Regions from separate parts of the Mus musculus genome. Here all the other regions are linked to region 3. Evidence: chromatin contacts called from public Micro-C and promoter capture Hi-C data. All regions are on one chromosome and are shown on one strand. Each heading gives the region's core, a stretch centred on a gene start, on an enhancer-like site or on the middle of the called end of the contact. The rest is flanking DNA. Distances are from core to core; before and after follow the strand shown. Region 1 holds the start of Pde8a (phosphodiesterase 8A). Region 2 has its middle 11 kb from the start of Gm45202. Region 3 holds the start of Crtc3 (CREB regulated transcription coactivator 3).

Region 1 (2,949 bases), core at 259-2,758, 520 kb before region 3:
GATAAAAGCTGAGGCAAAAGGCGCTGGAGAAGCCACGCAACAAACAACAAAACAGAAAACCCTGCAAGTCCCAGGCAGACTGCCTCCATACAAAATTAACTTCGCCCTGCTGAATCCTTCGAGGGTCACGGTCACGTCTCCAGTAGTATTTTCTAATTACACAGGCTTTAAATACCACACGTATGCTAACAAACCTGAACTTCAGATAAAGCGTGCAGTGAAGCCAAACCTATGTTCCAGGTTACATTTCAATGGCCCCCAAAAAAGTGGAAAAGTGAAACTGCTTGTGCAATGAGAGGACAGAGGTTGGGATAAGCTAGGCAGGGGGTGAGGGGGGGGGGGAACTGGTGGCATCTAAGACCCTTCCCAGTGCGGACAACCCTTGCCTTTCTACTCTGGGAATGCCAGAGCAAAGTGCACTCTGGTTTACCATGTCAGGAACGTGCCGGGGATATCCCGGGTCCCCCACCCACCCCGCTGGGAGAAAACTGACTCGCCGCGTCCGACCCCGGCCGGGAAGGAACGGACACGGCGGATCCCGCGGCGCCGCGTCATAGCCCTGTTAAGCCTCGGTCCGCGACAGCCCGCAAACGCGGGCGGCTGGCGTCGGTCAACGCCAGGGCGGCTGCCTAGAGGGCCCCCAGTGCCCCGCGTTTGTTTCCCCGCCCTCCCAGTGCGGCTCACCTTCGAGGCGCCGTTATCCCGAGGCTGAGGCTCCACGAGCCCGGGCGCGGTCGACCATCGCTGAATAGATCTCGGCGCGGGGCCCGGGACGTCCACGTCCACGTCCTCGTCCTCGCCGTCGCTGTGGCTAAACGTTCGGTTTTCGGAAGTGTGGATGCTCGGGGCGCAGCCCATACTGGCGGCGGCGGCACCGCGGACTCGCTGGCGGGCAGCCGCGATCCGGTCAGCAAACGGCCCGCCCGGCGCCTCGGGGCCGCCGCGGGCGCCGTGTCATCGCGGCCTGAGCGGGCGGGCGGGCAGGCGGGTGGGCGGCGGCGGCAAGCGCGGGTCTCGCGTCAGGAAGCGCGGCCGCCCCTTTTATTGCGCTGCGGGCGCGGCGGCCGTGGGGAGGGGGCGCTGGGGCGAGAGGCGCGCCGCGGACGCCCCTCCGAACATGCCCTTCCTGAGGCGGGAGCCGCCGCTGTCTCCCTCACATCGCCGCGCGCGCCGCAGCCGCCGCGCTTCCGGGGAAATGTCGGGGGTGGAGATTTGCGCTCTCGCCACCGGGAGCCGCGAGCCCGCGCCGCGTTTGCACCGCCGCCCTCGCCTCGTCTGACTCTCGAGGAAACGGGCGCTCGCTCGCCTGGCGGTGCCTCTCCTCGGCCCGGCGGACGGCTGGGTGAGCGCCCCTAGTCGGGCTACCGTAGGGGAGCCCAGCCCTCGGCGCCCGCACTCCGAGCTGGGGACCCGCTCGCTGACGGAGCGAGCGCCTCGACTCCGGTCGGGCCGCGCCGTCGAGAAGCGCCGAGGCGGCTGCGCGAGCCAGGAGTTGAGCATCCGAGACTCCCGCTCCGTGCTCCGGACCGCGTCTTGCGGGCAACTCGCCGCGCCCAGCCCCCAGCGGTGACCTCCAGCGGCTGCTGGCGTCAATGCAAAGCAGCTGGGGCGCCCGCCGCCCGCTCCCTGTACCGCCCGTCCAAGAGCATGCGCGGCCGCGACCGCAGGGGCACCTAGCCAGCCCGTCCGGAGAAAGGAAAGGACTTGCTGAAGGATACAGAGCCATTCTGCTTCAGGGGCTACCGAGTTCGTTCACTGTCAGGTCACTGTGTTTGAGATTTGGAGCTATCGTCCGTTAAGAGACCAGTTGGAAGGACCTCAGTCCGAAGCGTTCCGAAGTCCATGGGGAACTACACTCCAGGTCCCAGGCGTTATTACCAGGGATAGCCCTTGCTCCAAGACCTGGCACGTCACGCCTCTGGTTGCACTCAGACCTGTGGGACTGCAATATTTCGAAGTTGGTTAGGGAAAGCCGGTCCTCTTAACCAAAGGACGATTCCAGGTTCGACAGTCCCAAGGATCCGAACCAAATGAAGAGTTGTGCGTCCGTCCAGCAGGGATCAGAACTGCAGCCCCCCAAGTGCTACCAGATAGCTAGCTGTGTGACTCCAGATGAGTCTCTTAACCTCTCGGTAGCTGAAACTGGAGGGCGACGCCCCTGGGTGTGCATCTGATACCCAGAGCCAGCCACTTCGAGGGCCTTCCCGCCCTTCTTTGCTCTCTAGGTCCACCGGGACCCTGGCGGGACCGGGACGTAGCTTCCTTTCCTCAGTCCACACCTTTCCTACACGCACCCGGGTGCGACCCTGAGTGGCTGAGACTCCTGCCCGCGGACTGGCTACTGTTAAGACCCGGAGATGTGCTCCGGGCTGAAGTCCCTGCTGTGACAGACACAGGTGCTTGGTCCCTGTGGCAGCTGCAACGTCCTTGAGCATCGATCTTCGCCACCAAAGGAGGATACAGGGCGGCTTCCGGAGCGGATAAGGCTGGAGCAGCTTTAGAAACTGGTTCTCTTTTCTGGCCTTTGGCACGCGGCTCCTTTGTCAAGTTAAAGCACGCTGTCCTATAAAAATATGACTGGCTCCTCCAAGGTGTCTTGAAAAACAGGAAAAGTTTTTGTACTGACACCCGTTATTCCACCCAGTCTGTGGTGTTTTCAACTAGCAGTCTTAGAGGGTAGATTTTTTGTTTTGTTTTTTTTTGTTTTGTTTTGTTTTTTTTCAGCTGGTAGCTGGATCCCTAGAGAAATTGCCTTTAGCCAAGATGCACGTACAAGTCTAAGGCTCTTCTCTCCGCCCACCAAAAGTCTGGCCTTGACAACTCCACAGTGACCTTGCTAGTGAAGCTCCAGGAAGCCCCGGCCCTCCCCTCGCGGACTGGCTCACAGCGGCCCTGCTTTGTCTTAGGGATCCTTGAGCTTGATGTCAATAGCAGGGTGGGGCTGAGGAA
Region 2 (2,700 bases), core at 114-2,613, 550 kb after region 3:
AACTCAGAGATCTTTCTGCCTCAGGCTCTCTCACATGCTACTACTTAAAAGATGTATACCAGCACACTTTGCTAAAATACTCTCCTCAAACAGAAGATTGTACCAGGCAGTGGTGGTACACACCTTTAATCGAAGCACTTTGGAGGCAGAGGCAGGCAGATTTCTGAGTTCGAGGCCAGCCTGGACTCCAGGACAGCCAGGGCAATACAGAGAACACCCCTCCCAGATGGCAGTGTAGGACTGGGAATGTAGCCCAGGGAGGAGAGTGGTTGTCTAGCATGTGCAGTGTGCTGGATTCCATCTCCAGTATTCTGAAAACTGGGTGTGGTCACCCTCGATTGGAGTCCCAGCAGTTGGGAGGTGGAGGCAGAAGGATCAAAAGTTCAATACCATCCTTCCCAACTCAGGGAGTTTGAGGATAGCCTGGAGTACACGAAATTCCTGTCTCAAAATAAAACAATAGCTGTGTGTGTGCACGATGCACGCCTTTAATCCCCGCACTCAGGAGGCAGAAGCAAGGGTGAACCTCTGTACGTCTGAGGCCAACCTGGTGTCCATAGAAAGCTCCAGACAAGCTAAGGCTATACAGTGAGGCCTTGTCTCAATAATTAAAACAATAATCTGGGACAGAGGCAGGCGGATCTCTGAGTTTGAGGCCAGCCTGGTCTACAGAGTGAGTTCCAGGACAGCCAGGGCTAGACAGAGAAACCCTGTCTCGAAAAACCAAAAAAAAAAAAAAAAAAAAAAAAAAAAACTGGGCCAGTGAAGTGATGAGCACCTTTAATCCCAGCACTTGGGAGGCAGAAGCAGGCGGATCTCTGATCTTCCTCTTGCCTCACCCTCTGGAATGCTGGGAAGGCAGACCCATGCCACCCCATACCCCTCTTTCACCCTTTCAAATGTCCTAGTAGACAATTTAACATCACAGTGAGTCTTGCGCGTTGTGTTTTGTGGGCCGCAGCATCGGGACAATGTCTGGCCTGTCTCAAGCAGGTATACCTGTCAGCTCTTGCCAGCATTCCTGCCTGGCCTGGTGAGCGCTCCTCAGGTGGCGGGTTTCACTGGAAACACTCCTGCCCTCCCTTTTCTTGCCTCTGCTTTGGAGAGGGATCCCTGCAAGGCATCTGTTTCCCTTCCAGGCTTGGCGTGTGTTCTTGTCCTCTGGTTCTTCTTTTTAACTTCCTCCCCGAAACCGCTCCAGATGCACCCTGCCTCAAAAGCTTAGCATTTCTAAAAAAGGTGGGATTTTCCTGCTGTCTCTTCTCCCATTTCTCACCACACCCCACTCGGCTCTGTCTGGCTCCAGGACTCTGCGCCTCAAGCATCTTTCTGATCAGACTGAATCCTTTCTTATCTGAACTTACTGGTCACTTTACCTAAGTCTCTCTGTTTCCTCCTTCAGCCCCGCCCTTCTGAGGTCTGGCCCACTATAGAGAGATGGGACTGCGTTCCAGGGGCTGCCTTATGCACTTTTTCCCCAGCCGGCCCCCCGCCCCGGCCCCCACCCCTGAGGCCGTGGGTCTCCTCTCAGCCTGGCAGCTGGTAGAGAGACGATCTGCATCTCAGCTGTGGCTGCCCACTCATCTGTTTCTCAGGAGACCCACATAGACACCAGATGGCAAGTCTGCAATGTGCTTAGCGGGGTGAGAACAGGTTTTGTTTGGGAAAATATCTCGATCAGCCAGTTGGGCCGAGAAGGGGAAGTGCCAAGGACGCGGTTGAAGAGAGCTGGTTACACACAGGAGGAACTGAGTAGCTGCGTGAAGGACAGCTTGCAAGACAGTGGTGAGAGATCTCAACAACAGGAAAGTCAGAACGGGGGAGATGCAAAACAAGAGAACCCAGCCCAGAGGGTGCCACGATTGGTTTTTACATATATTTATCTATTTTACATGTATGTATGTGTGTGTCCATAGTCTTCTTGTGGAGTGTGGAGGTCAGAGGACAACTTTAGGGAGTCAGTTCTGTCCTACAGAGTGGGTTCTGAGGATGGAACTCAGATTACTGGCTTTGGCAGGAAGTACCATATCACTAACTCACCTCACTGGCCTGGCCCCCCCCCCCCCATCCCCCTCTGTGACTTTTGTTAGTGGGTTGAGTAGGATCTTGCTATGTAGCCAAGACTAGTCTCAAAGTTTCAAACTTTAAGCTTGCAGTCCTCTTGCCACAACTTAAGTTGTTCTCCTGCCCCCAACCACCCCTTCCAGACTGGCTCTCAATTTGTAATCTTGACTATCCTCAAACTTAACTATGTAGCCCTGCCTGGTCTTGAACTCATAGAAGTCCATCTGCCTCACTTTCCCATGTGCTGAGATTAAAGGCATATATTACCATTCCTAGCCTTTTAAATTTATTATATATACTGTAGCTGTCTTCAGACACACCAGAAGAGGGTATCAGATCTCATTACAGATGGTTGTGAGCCACCATGTGGTTTCTGGGAATTGAACTCAGGACCTCTGGAAAAACAATCAGTGCTCTTAACCACGGAAGCATCTCTCCAGCCCGCCACCTGCCATGTATGTGTGTGTATGTGTGTTGCTTTTAACCATTGAGCCATCTCTCTAGCTCCAATTAGCTATGAGTTTTGGATGACTATTTTTGTTGTTGTTTTAACTGTGCAAATATACATAGCAGGCAGGTATCGTGGCAATTACCTTTAATTCCTGAACTCCAGAGTAAAAGACAAGTGGATTAGAC
Region 3 (2,814 bases), core at 251-2,750:
AAGCATACACACATACATATAAAAATCAAGAAATATAAAATAAGAAAAAAAAGCATGGTGGGTAGGACAATACAACAGACACATAAGCCTAATTATAACAAAACAATCTAGGGACTAGTGAGCTCCCTAAGTCGGTAAATGTGCCTGCCACCAACCTGAGTTATTGGCGGATGTGAGTACACACACACACACACACACACACACACAAAATGAATAATGAATGAATGTAAAAAACCAACACATATAAAAACAGTTGCAGGAAATACAAAAGTTGCACATCATGTCTATAAATTCTTTTTGGTTTTGTTTTTGAGACAAGGTCATCATACAGTCTGGACTGGCTTTCTTCTCATTATGTAGCCAAGGAGGACCTTGAACTACTGATCCTGCTGCCTCTAACTCCTGACTGCTAGGATTACAGGCACTTGCCATAATGCCCAGCCTCATTTTTGTATAAATTTTAAACATAAAACTTCCTATCCCACATAGAGTAACTGGATTAATAAATCATACACAATAAAAGGAAGAACAGAATAATAAGTATATGTTAATTTTGAAAAAATGAACAGTAGTGTTAGACATCACTACCAACATAGTTACTTTTTATGGAGACAAAGAATGAGGTGGGGTTCTTTTTTTTTTTTTTTTAAATAAACTCCAAGCATATGAAGCAAAACGATTTTTAAAAAGTCTTATTGTGTATGTGTGTCTAGGTATGTGCTTGCTACAGCCTGAGTGTGGAGGCCAAAGGACAAGTCTCAGGAGTCAGTTATCTCCTTCCACATGAGTCATTTAGCTGGCCCCAAAATGCCTTTTAAATTTTATTTGCAGTGTTGGAATCAAACCCAAGGCCTAGGGCTTGTCACACAAGCGCTCTACAGCTGAACACCGTCCCCAGGCTCTGCAAAAATGTTTTGATGGTTTAATCATGAGGTGCGTGGGCGTTGTTGTTATTTTCCGTATTTCTCCTCATGTCGCTAATACGTCCTAATTCACAGAACACAGTCATGCTCAACACTCTCCAGGACATCTTGGTGTACAATTATGTTGGAAGCAGCTTCTGGGCTAAAAAGGGGGAAGCCTGACGAGGCCACTTGCTGTTTTACCAGCGAAGTTGAACGGATGGGAGAGATGGCTCAGTTAAGAGTACAAACAGCTCTTACAGAGGCAAAGACCCGTGTTTGGTTCCTAGATTAGTGTGATCTCCGTGGGTGCCTGCATGCACATATACATATGTACACATCCACACTGGGCAGTGGTACCCAGCGGCTCTCACACATTGGTGCAGCTTAACTTTACAGACGTGATATAGGTGTGAGAAGTCCCGAAGCAGGCTGGGGACCGTGGGCTCAGCCCTCGGTCGGCTCGCCGGAGGTCGAGCTCCCCGGCTGGGAGGCCGGGCTTCGGGGCCCGGAGGCCGGGCGGGCCGCGCCGAGGGCGGAGCCGCCGCGCGGGGGCGGACCTCGGCGCGCTCCCGGCCGCTCGCTGGCTCTGGGGCCGCGGCGGCTCCTCTGCCGGGTCGCGCCGGAGGACAGGTTTCGGGCGGCGGCTTGGGCGGCCTGCGGACAGACCGGGTGGGCCGAGCAGCGGAACCCCGCGCCTGCCGTGTGCCTAGCCCGCTAGCGCCGGGCGCGCGCCATGGCCGCCTCGCCCGGTTCGGGCAGCGCCAACCCGCGGAAGTTCAGTGAGAAGATCGCCCTGCACACGCAGCGGCAGGCCGAGGAGACGCGGGCCTTCGAGCAGCTCATGACCGACCTCACCCTGTCCCGGGTGAGCTCCGGGGCCGGCGCGAGCGGTGCGGGCGGGTCCGCGCGGCGGGGAAGAGGTCGCCGGGCCGAGGCGGCGGCGGCGGAGCCGGGCGGGGGCCGCGGGTGGGGAGTGGGGCCGGGGCGGCCGCGGCCTCGGCTCTGGCCGGCCTGGCGACACCGAATGCGGCTTGCTATCTCGGTGGACGGGCCTCGGTGCGTTGAGCTGGAAACGGCCGAGCCCGGGGAGGCGGGCAGCGGGGCCGGGCGGCCTAAGCGGGAGGATGACCCCGAGAGGAAATCGCACGCAGCTGCAGCTCAGAGGCCGGACCGAGGCACGCCTGGTTCGGGCGGTGCGGCTTCTCCGTGGACACCCACGGCCAGCGAGCCCTTGACTGTCGGCGTAGAAGGCCTCGGGGGCCGGAGGGTCGCACATCCTCCCCGAGGGGAAGACTTGGTGCACGCACAAGCGAATCGACGGCTGGCCCCTGAGTGGCAGGGGGCCTTGGTACCACGTTGAGATTCCGTGGCTTTCCCTCCTTCGCCTCTTGGAGGTGCTTTCCGTGGTCCGGTGCATTTGCTCAGCATCAGATATTTAGTGAGAACTGACAGGGTGCCTAGCGCAGATGGTGACTGCGGAGGGACCCAGAGGAATGAGTAAGAGCGAGTCGGAACAAACACCTGGGAGGCTAGACAACTGGAGCGGACGGCAGGGGATGGAGACGGCAGGAGTGTCTGTGTAGACTGCAGAGGGTCAACGTGAGTGGGCAGCCTTGAGGATTCTGAGTGCTGGCCTTGAAGGCACATTGTCAGATGGGGGAGGCTAGGAAGATGCTGGGGGTGGACAGCTGGAAGCAGACGTGTGAGCAGATTGCAAGCTGGTTGTTTCCCTGCTTCCCAAGGTGCAAGCGTATTCTATTTTGGCCACCATAGTGTTTGGGATTGAAAAACAAAAACAAGAAAACTAAAATCTGTTGCTAGGGTTTAAATTGGGAGTTTTTTCTTTTAACATAAATTTAACATAAACTAAACTAACATAAATGTATAGCATAAACTAAACGGACTTACT

What was found. Promoter capture Hi-C pulls out the DNA fragments that hold promoters and counts their contacts. A called contact is a pair of places that touch in the nucleus more often than the background predicts.
Region 1: a Micro-C map of embryonic stem cells shows a contact between it and region 3, with 2.1 times the contacts expected there. The contact joins the promoter of Pde8a here to the promoter of Crtc3 in region 3. A contact is called at or near these places in 2 of 39 promoter capture datasets (the C10 cell line and liver), 1 of 484 Hi-C or Micro-C datasets (embryonic stem cells) and 3 of 115 datasets of contacts at active chromatin or transcription factors (acute myeloid leukemia, bone marrow-derived macrophages and thymic regulatory T cells).
Region 2: a contact with region 3 is called in a promoter capture Hi-C map of neutrophils, with 9 times the contacts expected there. The contact joins the enhancer-like site here to the promoter of Crtc3 in region 3. A contact is called at or near these places in 5 of 39 promoter capture datasets (hippocampal neurons, liver, neutrophils and 1 more), 1 of 484 Hi-C or Micro-C datasets (cerebral cortex), 2 of 115 datasets of contacts at active chromatin or transcription factors (acute myeloid leukemia and pancreatic cancer cells) and 1 of 9 other capture datasets (liver).

The regions. Positions count from the first base shown.
Region 1 is chr7:81,211,824-81,214,772 of GRCm38.p6, reverse strand. Pde8a (phosphodiesterase 8A) reads right to left here and starts at 1,508. Exons shown (of 22, transcript NM_008803.3): 1 at 685-1,508. The coding sequence starts at 858.
Region 2 is chr7:80,142,539-80,145,238 of GRCm38.p6, reverse strand. No RefSeq gene overlaps it. Among named protein-coding and RNA genes, the nearest start is that of Gm45202, 11 kb to the left of the region's middle. Within about 2 kb of position 1,363, at least 140 of the 459 cell types and tissues checked have an H3K27ac peak or open chromatin away from gene starts, as enhancers often do. A contact at or near this core is called in acute myeloid leukemia, cerebral cortex and neutrophils, where this site is marked.
Region 3 is chr7:80,687,563-80,690,376 of GRCm38.p6, reverse strand. It overlaps Crtc3 (CREB regulated transcription coactivator 3), which reads left to right and starts at 1,500. Exons shown (of 15, transcript NM_173863.2): 1 at 1,500-1,770. The coding sequence starts at 1,639.